2 separate regions of the Mus musculus genome follow, and region 1 is linked to region 2. Evidence: chromatin contacts called from public HiChIP or PLAC-seq data. All regions are on one chromosome and are shown on one strand. The core of a region is the stretch at or near the end of the contact, and the rest is flanking DNA. Distances in the headings are between cores, read along the strand shown.

Region 1 (4,980 bases), core at 472-2,971, 290 kb before region 2:
CAAGCAAGGTAAGGCAGAGAGAAGTAAGTATGAAAGTGAACATGTTGTTGCGGCAGCATCTCTCAGCAGAGGCGATTCAGAGGAGGAAAGAGCTACTTAAACCTTCAGTGAGGGCTGGGAGATGCACTTCATAATGGTGGGTTCAGGAGCACAGCAGGATTCAAAAATGAGCCAACCTTTATCCTATTCTCAAAGAACTTCCACCCTAGAAAGGGAACTGTTCATACCTAGCACTGTCAATGGAGACTTTTGCCAAGCTGTGAATTCAAAACCCAAAGTAGCAGGTGCTAGAATGATTGTTGGGTTAAGTCACGTGACACCAAGTAAAGTGCTCTCTTGCTCTTTCTATCATGTAGGGCTTTGCGGGGGTGGGGTGGGGTGGGGGTTGCTTTTGTTTTGTTTTGTTTTGTTTTGTTTCTGCTGTGGGTACAGACACCAACCAACAGAAAGGAAAGCAGTTTTTTTTTCCATATTTCTTTACCATTCCCCAGAATCTCATAGTTCTCTCTCCATATCACATGGACCACAAAAAAATGTTTTATATGTCTGTGGTTTCCTCTGCTTGTCCCCAGGGTCTGTGCTCCCTGAAGTTGTTCGCCCTCTGTGTGAAGGAGTACACACACACACTCCAACCACACAGGCTTGCAAAGGCAGGCTCAAGGTGCTGCACACCTACACAGCCCTGACCACACCGGAGAGCCTGCCACCTCCAAACAAGCTAGCCGTGATAACATCCAAACGAATAAACACATCCCTAAGACTTATTACAGCTCAGGAAATGTAAGTATGATATATAAATCAGCTCCTTTAACATGCCCCTTGTCTCTGGAGAAATGTAACAATTGCCCCCCCCCCCTTACAAGTAAGAAAACTGAAAAGTTAACTTCACCAAGTCACGCACAACAGATCAATACATAAATAATAACTGAGTTTAAAAACAAAACCAAAACAAACAAACAAACAAACAAACAATCATGTGGCCATAAGTTACTCCATTTTCTGGGAAGCATTTAGACATTTATTTTTTTTTATTTTTTTATTTTTCTGGGGATTTTTCTTCTTTTTCTGAGGCTCTGGTACTACAGTTTAGCTGCCCATGCTTAGAACTCTACTGCATTCTTCCTCTGACAGACCAGATTCAAACTTCTACAATCCGCGTTCCCCAACACTACATTCTAGTGAACTCCTCAAGCGAGAAAGGTTGACTTTATATTTCTAGACCTCACAATCCATTTCAAAACTGTTTATTATACCTTTTATGTCGAGCTTAACTACATTTTCTTAAATCCTGAACACCCACACTTTTAAAAGGGCCGACAGAGAGACAGAGAAGGAGAAACAGGAAGAACATGTGATTGGAACAAAGTCACTGGATTCTACATACAAGGACCACCTTCCTGTGCCCTCTCCCAGTTCCGCGTGGGAGTAAACAAGACACAGAAACCTGGATAGACTGGTGGTTCCTACAAACATTTCCGACCTCATCACGCCTCTCTGAACTGACTCCAATTCATCAAAGATGTAGGTACCAGTTATATATGGCATCATCCATTAGCTGAAACGCACCAATAAATTTCCAAAATGTAGACTCAGCAATAAAAAAAAAAAGTGGAGAAATCCCGCATCTATTGTGGAACTCCAAGCAGCCCCACCTCCTCTGTGCAATCTCGAATCATGCATAATGCAACACCACAGCCACTAACAGCAGGCGCGCACCAGATAATTTACACTTGTTTTTATGGACACGAGGAACTGATCTTTGAAGCTGTCCCTAATGAGATTCCGCTTGGCCCTAACAGCATCCTGAGAGAGTGTTCCGGTGTTTTCTACTTGGCATCCATCCGGTGCATATTTATAATGCACAATACAGGCTCATTTAAACCGTACGGGTGGCTTTTGGTGTCTTCTCTATTTTAGAGATTGTCATATACTAAAAAGGACTGACTCCTCAATTACTAAACCCTGCTTTGCCCAAATAATGTCACTGCCAGTTGCTATAGGTACCTTTCAAAGAGGCAGGTCCATCAAAGGGCTTCTACCTGCAGGGCAGAAAGCTGCACCAACTCTAACCCTGCTTGTAAGTCCAGAGACTCAATTAGGTCTTCAGCCAAAGGGCATCCCCAGAAAGGCTAATTACATAACCCATCTGGGCAGCCACAGCCACAGAAAAAGCTGGGGAGAAACCCTGGAGTCAGTCACCTAAATTAAAAACTTCCTACCCCCAAAGGGCTTACAATGCAACATCAACAGCACTCTCTTCTTCTCTCTCCTCCTCAGGGGTCTTTGCCCTATGTAAAATTCTCTCTTAAGCCTGGAACCTTAGAGCAGGGTTTTTTCCCCCACTCCCCCTGGGGATTTTTCTTCTTCTACTTGCCTGGTACTACAGGAGTCTACAGTTTAGCTGTTCACACTTAGAATTCTACCACAGTCTTAGTCTGACTTTTATTTGGTTTCCCTGTAAGTCCATTTTTAAAATGTTTTATGTGTTTTTGTAACCTCAAAGTCGTAATCAGAGTTTTATCCATATTTAACCCAAAGCCCAGACTGTCAAAAGGCTCTGTAAGAGCTTCTGTTGTTGTTTGGTTTTGATTTTCTCACTATGTGGACCAGGCTAACCTTGAACTCACAGAGACCCACCTGTCTCCTCAATGCTGGGATCAAAGGTGTGCACCACCACACCCACCTATGAGATCTTTAAGAATGTAGACAGGAGCCATCAAGGCAAGGGTAAGGTGGTTAGGGTCCTATAGAAGAACTAAGTATAACTGCATATACACATGGAAATTGGATACTGAAACCGATAGTAAACACTACCTTGTTTACTAAGTTACTAAGAGAAAGTTTTGAGATAAAGAATGAGTGTACTATTTCAAAAACTACAAAGACGCTGTTAAAAATCACAGAATAAAAGTGGTTTGCTTTACACAAAACTCATGACTCCTGTTATGACAGTTAGCTCATTTTCTTGCTCAGTCTTCATTGCAAGCATACTCTATGCAGTGGGTATAGTGGGGACTTGTTACTCAGATTCCTAGTACGTTAATCTTACAGTTGGAACCCTCAGCCCACAGTCACTGACTTCTGACAGGGTCAATACATGAGCGCAGTAACTGGGTTCACACAATGTGCTTTCTCAGTCCTCACCTTTAAAGTTACAAAACAACATAGGAACCTCAAATCTTTAGAGTCTAGTTCAGTGTTCCTCAACCTGATATTTACATTATGATTCACAACAGTAGCAAGATTATCTTTGAAGCAGCAGCGAGACAATTTTATGGTTGGGGTCACCAAAACATGTGAAACTGTATTAAAGAGTCACAGCATTAGTTGAGAACCACTGGCCTGGTTAAAAGGAATCTTCAATATTCTTTTTCTGTTAGAAATAAATTGATGACATCAGAGTCAACTGGAGGCAGAATAGATTGTACCTTTAGTGTAGGATCTCCACAAATACTGCCTATCTTTCAGCTACATCCTAAAAACCGCAGGAGAGACTGACCTACATTGTCTTTTATAGCCAAATACACTGTCAAGTCTCCAAGTGAAGAGATATTACAAGGTGACAATGATTTCTAGGAGAAGCGCACACCAGTGTCCTTTGAATCCCTAAAAACCCAACTCTACTCAACAGGTATCCAAAGACTGCCTAGTCCCAGCTAAGACCACAACATGGTATACAAATATCACAAGGCAAAGACGAATGTCACAGAGTTGCTGTCTTCAGAGATAGAGCCTAGTGGGACACGGACATTTCATGATTGGAAAATATACTTTGGGGACTAGAAAGCTGGTCCAGTGATTAAGAGAACGTGTGTTTCCTACTCTTTTCCCAGAGAATTCAAGCTTAGATCAAAGAACCCATGTCAGTCAGCTCATAACTTCCTATAACTCCAGCTCCAAGGGATCTGATACACACCTGTGTATCATTCAGACATTTGCGCATAATAAAAATAAATCTTTAAAAAGAAAAAAAATACTGGTGGGGGGGCTTACTCGTCAGCATTCTGAGTTCAAGCAAGGAGACAAAGGAGGTTGACTGTGTAGTTCAGTAGGCAGACCTCTTGTTTAGCATAGATGAAGCCCTGGGTTTGATCCTCAGTACCATGGAAACAAGGTATGGTGGCTCAAGATTTATTCCACGTATTAGGGAAGAAGAGGGAAGGAGGATCGGAAGTCTAATCTCATCCTTGGCTGCATAGCTACTGCAAGGTCAGCCTGGGCTACGTGAGAACCTACAACACCACCAGCACCCCGACCTCCAAAAAAAAACCCCAAAGGTGATAAAAAAAAGTTGTAGCCGCACCCCAAGGTCCCTCAAAGCCTTGGAACTAAGGGCAGAGGATCAGCCTGCTGATCTCGAGCACCCATCATACTTCTTCACTTTAAAAAACTAGAAATGCAGGACGATTGTCTAGGAATTCCAATGCAGTGTTCCTTCAATGTCAGCACTGACTCCAGACAGCTTTGAAGACCTTGGAAAATGTCGGTGGACATCTCACCAAAGCTGGCAGTAACTGTTGCCAAATGTCTGGCTGGCACCAACATACAGACTAAATTGGCCATGAAAACCTCTCTGTACTCTTGCTCTTCTCAAAGGAAATAATTTTGTGATCAAGAATGTGGCTCACCCAGAGGCCAGGCTTACAGGGAGGCCTTGGATTCTGAGCTTAACTCAATTGCATGGTTTAGGGCGAGAGTCTCATGTTTCAGATGTGCAGGCCAGTCATCTGATCCCGGCAGAGTTTTAATGGCTTCTCAAAAACGCTGAAGTGTTAAATCCTTTTCCCAGCCTCCCCAAGAGCAATCAGAAGGTGTTTGTTCCCCAATTCCCACTATTCCCCCAATCTCCTATTCTAATAAGCAGTTGTTAAGCTTACTATTATATTGAATGCTTAGGCAATCCTAAAGTTTTTCATATGTGATACTTTTTAACAATTCACTTACAGCAAGGAAAAGGATAATGAAAGTAAAATCCTTAGA
Region 2 (5,011 bases), core at 2,320-4,819:
AAAGCTCTGGGAAGCACTACAGGTTAGGGAAATAGCGAGGAGCACTTACGTGTTTTGGCTAACAGTGTACATGTTCCTTCTTCATAGTGTCCCAGTTCCCTCTCGAATCTGATTGAGGTAGAAGAAAATCTCAGACATTCTTCTATAGATCTTTTTCATTCCCTGTTCCCTAATACAACCAGGCTTTGAGCATGTGAAAGCCTGGCTAATAAAGAATGATTTCTTAGGCATTGAGTGTTGGACGAGTGACCTAGGACCAAAGGGAATTACTGGAGCCATTAATTCACCCGACTAGCTGTCTGGGGTGTCCAAGGTTTCTAAGTCTTTTGCTGTCTGCTCTTTGGGCTTCCTGTTTACATTCAATGCCTTCCACTGATCCTTCAATTCTTTGAGTTTCCTCTTACCTTTCATGAGAGGGTCTGGATGTTTTTGTTGACAGTAATGAGCTTATACTTGTAAACCAAGAACTCTTACTGAAATAGCAATGCTAGTTGGAAAGGTGGGCAACTGGAAATGCTGTAAGTGTCTTGCAAACCATAAAATATCTACAACTAGAAATTATAAACGTCACCCTATGGTGGACTAGGCATCACCTCCTGCTAAATTTCTAAAGTGACAAGAGAGTAGTGGAGTTGACTTTATTGAGTCAGCTGTTAGGCTAAGTGCTTTATGTGTGCTCCGTTTGGTTCGCATAACCCACCTACAATAAATACTAAAACCTCAGTACTCATTTGTAGCCAAGGAAATGGATGCTGTCAATAATTTGCTCAAGATAAGTGAGGAAGTGTCAGAATCTGGGTCTTGGTCACACACACTTTGCTGTCACTTCTTCAATTGACTTATACATTGTGGACACTTCTTTCATATCTCTCCAAGTAATTAAATACCCATAGGAAGTTAAGTAATTAGAAGGTTTAACAATGCCTATGAATGTATAAATTATGAGTATATTTGGAGAGACTTAAAGTCGGCGTATTTACAGAATATATAGTATGTAATTAATGTTAGTGCCAGGACACCATGTTTCCTCTCATCTTGGGCACACAGAGCATGGGTTCAGGCTTGATACTCCGTGGGGTCTTTCCTGTTTGTTAAATGCCCACAGGACTGAGCGCCCTCTGCGCTCCCCACATGTCCATTGCTTAAACCGAAAATACCGACCTCATCTGTCATCGACACTCAAATGGCTTCAGGGATTTTTTTCATTTCCACTTTATTTTCCACAATCTTTCCAGTATTTACCTCCCACATCTGGAATCGATTCTGACCAGGAGCAAAGACATAAGCAGAAAGGATCTACAGCAGCCTTTCTCCCACAGAGAGAGACGAATTGAGAATATTGTGTATGCTGCAGACAGTCTCTTGGAGAGGAAATTGGCCACAGAGACTGATTCTGCACTCTATGTGGCTAATTTGTCTTTCTGAGTTTAAGGGGACTATCTAACATTTTTTTGTCATTACAGAGTAGGAAAGCACATTTTTAAAATGAGATTTATTTGTGTGGTAAATGGCGAGAAGCCATTAAAAATACCCAGCTTATTATCCTTTAACACTGTGCAGAAGATTTTAGAGTTAGTCTTAGAAAACCTCGGTGGCTTTCATGTGTCTCTGTCACTGTGCCCATTGCTTGTTTTCTGGTACCCACCCCAGAGAAAAGCAAGAGCATCCGTCAGCCAGTCACAGCGAACCCAACTATAGTCATCCTTTACACAATGGAGTTTGTGATGTTGGGAGGAGGGTGTTGTACTGTTTGCTTTTGTTGTTTTTTTTTTTGTCCCCTTGATGCCACTGGGGCTTCATAGACTTCTAAAACTGTTTTCAGGAGACAACTTGAATGTCCTTGTAAGGCAAAGATAATTAACTTAGACTTTGTTAAGAAAAGTTGACTTCAGTAAAATAGCACATCATTATTGAACTTTTCTGTGAGATTATCTTCATGAAAATAAAAATCTCCCCAAAATGGTAATAAAACCTGTGTCTAAAAGCCTCTGGGAAAATATGCATACAAATATAGAAAGAAGTCAATCTCTTAACTACATAAACTGCATCATTCCAGCAAGACAGCAAATTTGTGCCCAGTTTTAAATCAAAAGGGTGTTTGGTATGTGTGTGCGTGTTTGTGTGTGTGTATTTGTGTGTGCAGTGTGGTGTGATATTGTATATGTATAGCATGGTATGATACTGTGTGTGTGTTGTGGTATAGTATGGTGTGCGTGTGTGTATGTGTTATGGTGTACATGTGTATGTGATGTGTATGTGCATGCATATGTGCTGTGTATGTGTGTGTGGTACGGTGTGCATGTGTATGTGGTATGTGTGTATGTGTGTGGTGTATTTCTGTATATGTAGTGTGGCAGTGTATGTGTACGTGGTATGGTATGCATGTGTTTGTGGCATGTGTGTGTATGTGTGTGTGTGGTGTGGTGTGGTGTGGTGGTTTTTTGTGTGTAGTATGATGTGATATTCTTTGTGTACAGCATAGTATGATACAGTGTTTGTGTAATGTGGTGTGTGTCAGTGTGTAGTGTAGTGTGGTGTTGTGTGGATATGGTGTGTGGATATGTGGATGTGGTATGTGTGGGTGTGGTGTGGTGTTTTGTATATGTGTGTGTTTGTGTGTGTTCACTCTTAGGAAAAGAACAGTAAGAAAAATCCAAGCTATCCAAAGTATCTCAGGGGATAGCTCTCATCTCCTGTAGCAGGATTTTCTATAATGATGGCATAAAATATTACTTTTATAATATAGTTATAGACTATGAGAGAAGAAGAAAAATGGGAGGTATGCAGGGAGCTAGAGAGCCAGCATTCTGCAAAACCAAAGTCAGCATTTAACAGGGATTCTGGGCACTTTGTTCTGCTCTCTTTCGGGTCAGTAACTGAACCATCAAGCGTTTGTTAAACACCATGAATCATGGATGACTTAGATGTTCACCTTGTGCCAGGCATGACGCAGAGTCCACGGTGTTCTCAGCACATACAGCAGACAGCCTGAGGTTGTAAATGAACTCAGGCCCTTCTCTGTCTTTCTTATGCAGTGGGCAACACAAGCATGAAACCCCTGAGAAAAGAAGTCTGCTTCCTGATTGAGGGGAGTCACACAATGTGAACAGTGAGCCCTTTGATAAGAAAACTTTGCCCCCCTATGGTAGAAAATAAAGGGGACTCAGGCTCATGTGGGGAGCCTGACAAGCAGAGAAGGTGGGCCCTAGGGAGAGTGACATTACACAATAACAACATAGTGGGGTTGCCTGCATGCTTGGCTAATTACTGGAGCTATTAAAATCTCTATAATTTAGATTCAGGCCAAAAAAAAAAAAAAAAACAAAACAAAACAAAAACAAAAAAAAAACCCAAAAAAACCAAAAAACCCCAACCCAGCTTATATGAACGCACATAAGTGCTCCTGACTGGGTTTTACAGATCCATCCTTTTACTCATAAAAGGACACACTATCCTGCTGTGTGCATGTGACTGCTAAACCTGACTGACCTTCTCCCCAGACCTGCCCTCCTCTGGGGTGCTCTATTGCTATAGAGAGCAGTTGGGCCAGATAAGCCAATGCTTGATGAGGTCATGTGTACTGGGGCTGAAGAACAATGCTCCAGTCAATGGGCTTAATCTAAACCAAATGTGTTGCTGTCCCAAGCCGGAAAGTCCAGAAATGGAGAAAACAGAGGTTTTACCTCCCTTTGCTCAAGTTCACGGAACAGACAGAGATACTGGAACCTTGGAGAGTGGCAGCAAAAGTCTCTCTGGAGTTTAATCAAAAGAGCAGTGTGTATGCATTTTAATTCACCTTCTCCTTTACCCCACTTGCAGGTGCTGAGCACTTCCCAGATGCTCAATAAGCAAACACTCTGGATAAACAGATGAGCTATGGGTGGTTAGCATAGGAATTTAGCACCTCTGCTTTAAGCATCAGAATTCATTTCGCCCCATCTTTGCCAGGAGACTTGGGTTCTGTCTTAGTATTCTATTGCTGTGAGGAGACACCATGACCATGACTCTCATACAGGAAAACATTCATTGGAGGTTGGTTTACAGGTCAGAGGTTTAATAAGTTATCATCATGATGGGAGGCATGGCCGCATGCAAGCAGACAGTGTTAGAGACATAGTGGAGAGTTCTACATCTGGATGCACAGGCAGCAGGGAAAGAGAGCCATTGGCCTTGGCTTGATCACTTGAAACCTCAAAGCCCACAGCCAATGACACACTTTCCCCAAAAGGCAATACCTACTCCAACCAGGACATACTTTCTAATAGTACTACTCCCTATGGGTGTATTTTTTGTTCATGCCACCCAGGTTGCAAATCTGCAAAATGGAGATGTTGTTGGGGCTGCTGCTGCTGCTGATTATGGTGGTGGTACTGCTGACGATGATTTGGGGGAGGGGGGATAAACTAAATCAATGTACCTATGTAACTAGCATAGAGTTCAATAAGTCGATAGTAATCATCTTGCTAATTTTATCAGTCTCACAAGCTGACAACCCTGTCGATGACAGCAAGGGTGTCACAGGCGGTGGTGAGGGTGATCGCTTGAATCTGTTACAAAAGTAAACTCTGATAAGTTTCATGAAGACACCTCAACACATCTGGACCCAGGTCTTCTAGAGCTTGAAAGTTTTCTGTGGAGCCAGAGATTGCTGGCCAGTCTGTGTTTGAGACACTGAAAGGACAGGTGAGTATCCCGAGGCCATCCTGTCCCAACCCTAGTCTAAAGAAGTACTTCTAGAGGAAGCACATAGCTCTTGGTGTCTTCAGCTAGATATGGTAACTTGGTGCTCACTTCACAAATATTTTATTGGCCACTCTGCATGTAAATATTAACGTGTCCCAGTCTTTCCAATCCTGTCAGCGGTAATTTTGTTGTCTACACAGCATTTTTTAAAAATGTGTTTTCTTGCTGTGACAAAATACTCAGGAAGAATGTCTGAAAAGGAGGAGGGATTTATTTGGAACTCTGGTTTCAGAGACGTCAGTCATTCTGTAGTTACTTGGCTCCCTTG

What was found. HiChIP or PLAC-seq counts read pairs in DNA pulled down with a chosen protein or histone mark.
Region 1: a contact with region 2 is called in an H3K4me3 HiChIP or PLAC-seq map of embryonic basal ganglia, with 3 times the contacts expected there. The contact joins two enhancer-like sites. A contact is called at or near these places in 2 of 484 Hi-C or Micro-C datasets (embryonic stem cells and nephron progenitors) and 6 of 115 datasets of contacts at active chromatin or transcription factors (T-cell acute lymphoblastic leukemia, craniofacial prominence, embryonic basal ganglia and 3 more).

The regions. Positions count from the first base shown.
Region 1 is chr2:106,712,977-106,717,956 of GRCm38.p6, reverse strand. The region is part of intron 2 of Mpped2 (metallophosphoesterase domain containing 2); the gene reads right to left. Among named protein-coding and RNA genes, the nearest start is that of Mpped2, 22 kb to the right of the region's middle. Within about 2 kb of position 1,721, at least 22 of the 459 cell types and tissues checked have an H3K27ac peak or open chromatin away from gene starts, as enhancers often do. A contact at or near this core is called in embryonic basal ganglia, where this site is marked.
Region 2 is chr2:106,423,714-106,428,724 of GRCm38.p6, reverse strand. All of the region lies in intron 1 of Gm46755 (a long non-coding RNA gene), which reads left to right. Gm36036 (a long non-coding RNA gene) reads right to left here. Exons shown (of 4, transcript XR_374852.4): 3 at 50-108. Among named protein-coding and RNA genes, the nearest start is that of Gm46755, 3.0 kb to the left of the region's middle. Within about 2 kb of position 3,569, at least 14 of the 459 cell types and tissues checked have an H3K27ac peak or open chromatin away from gene starts, as enhancers often do. A contact at or near this core is called in embryonic basal ganglia, where this site is marked.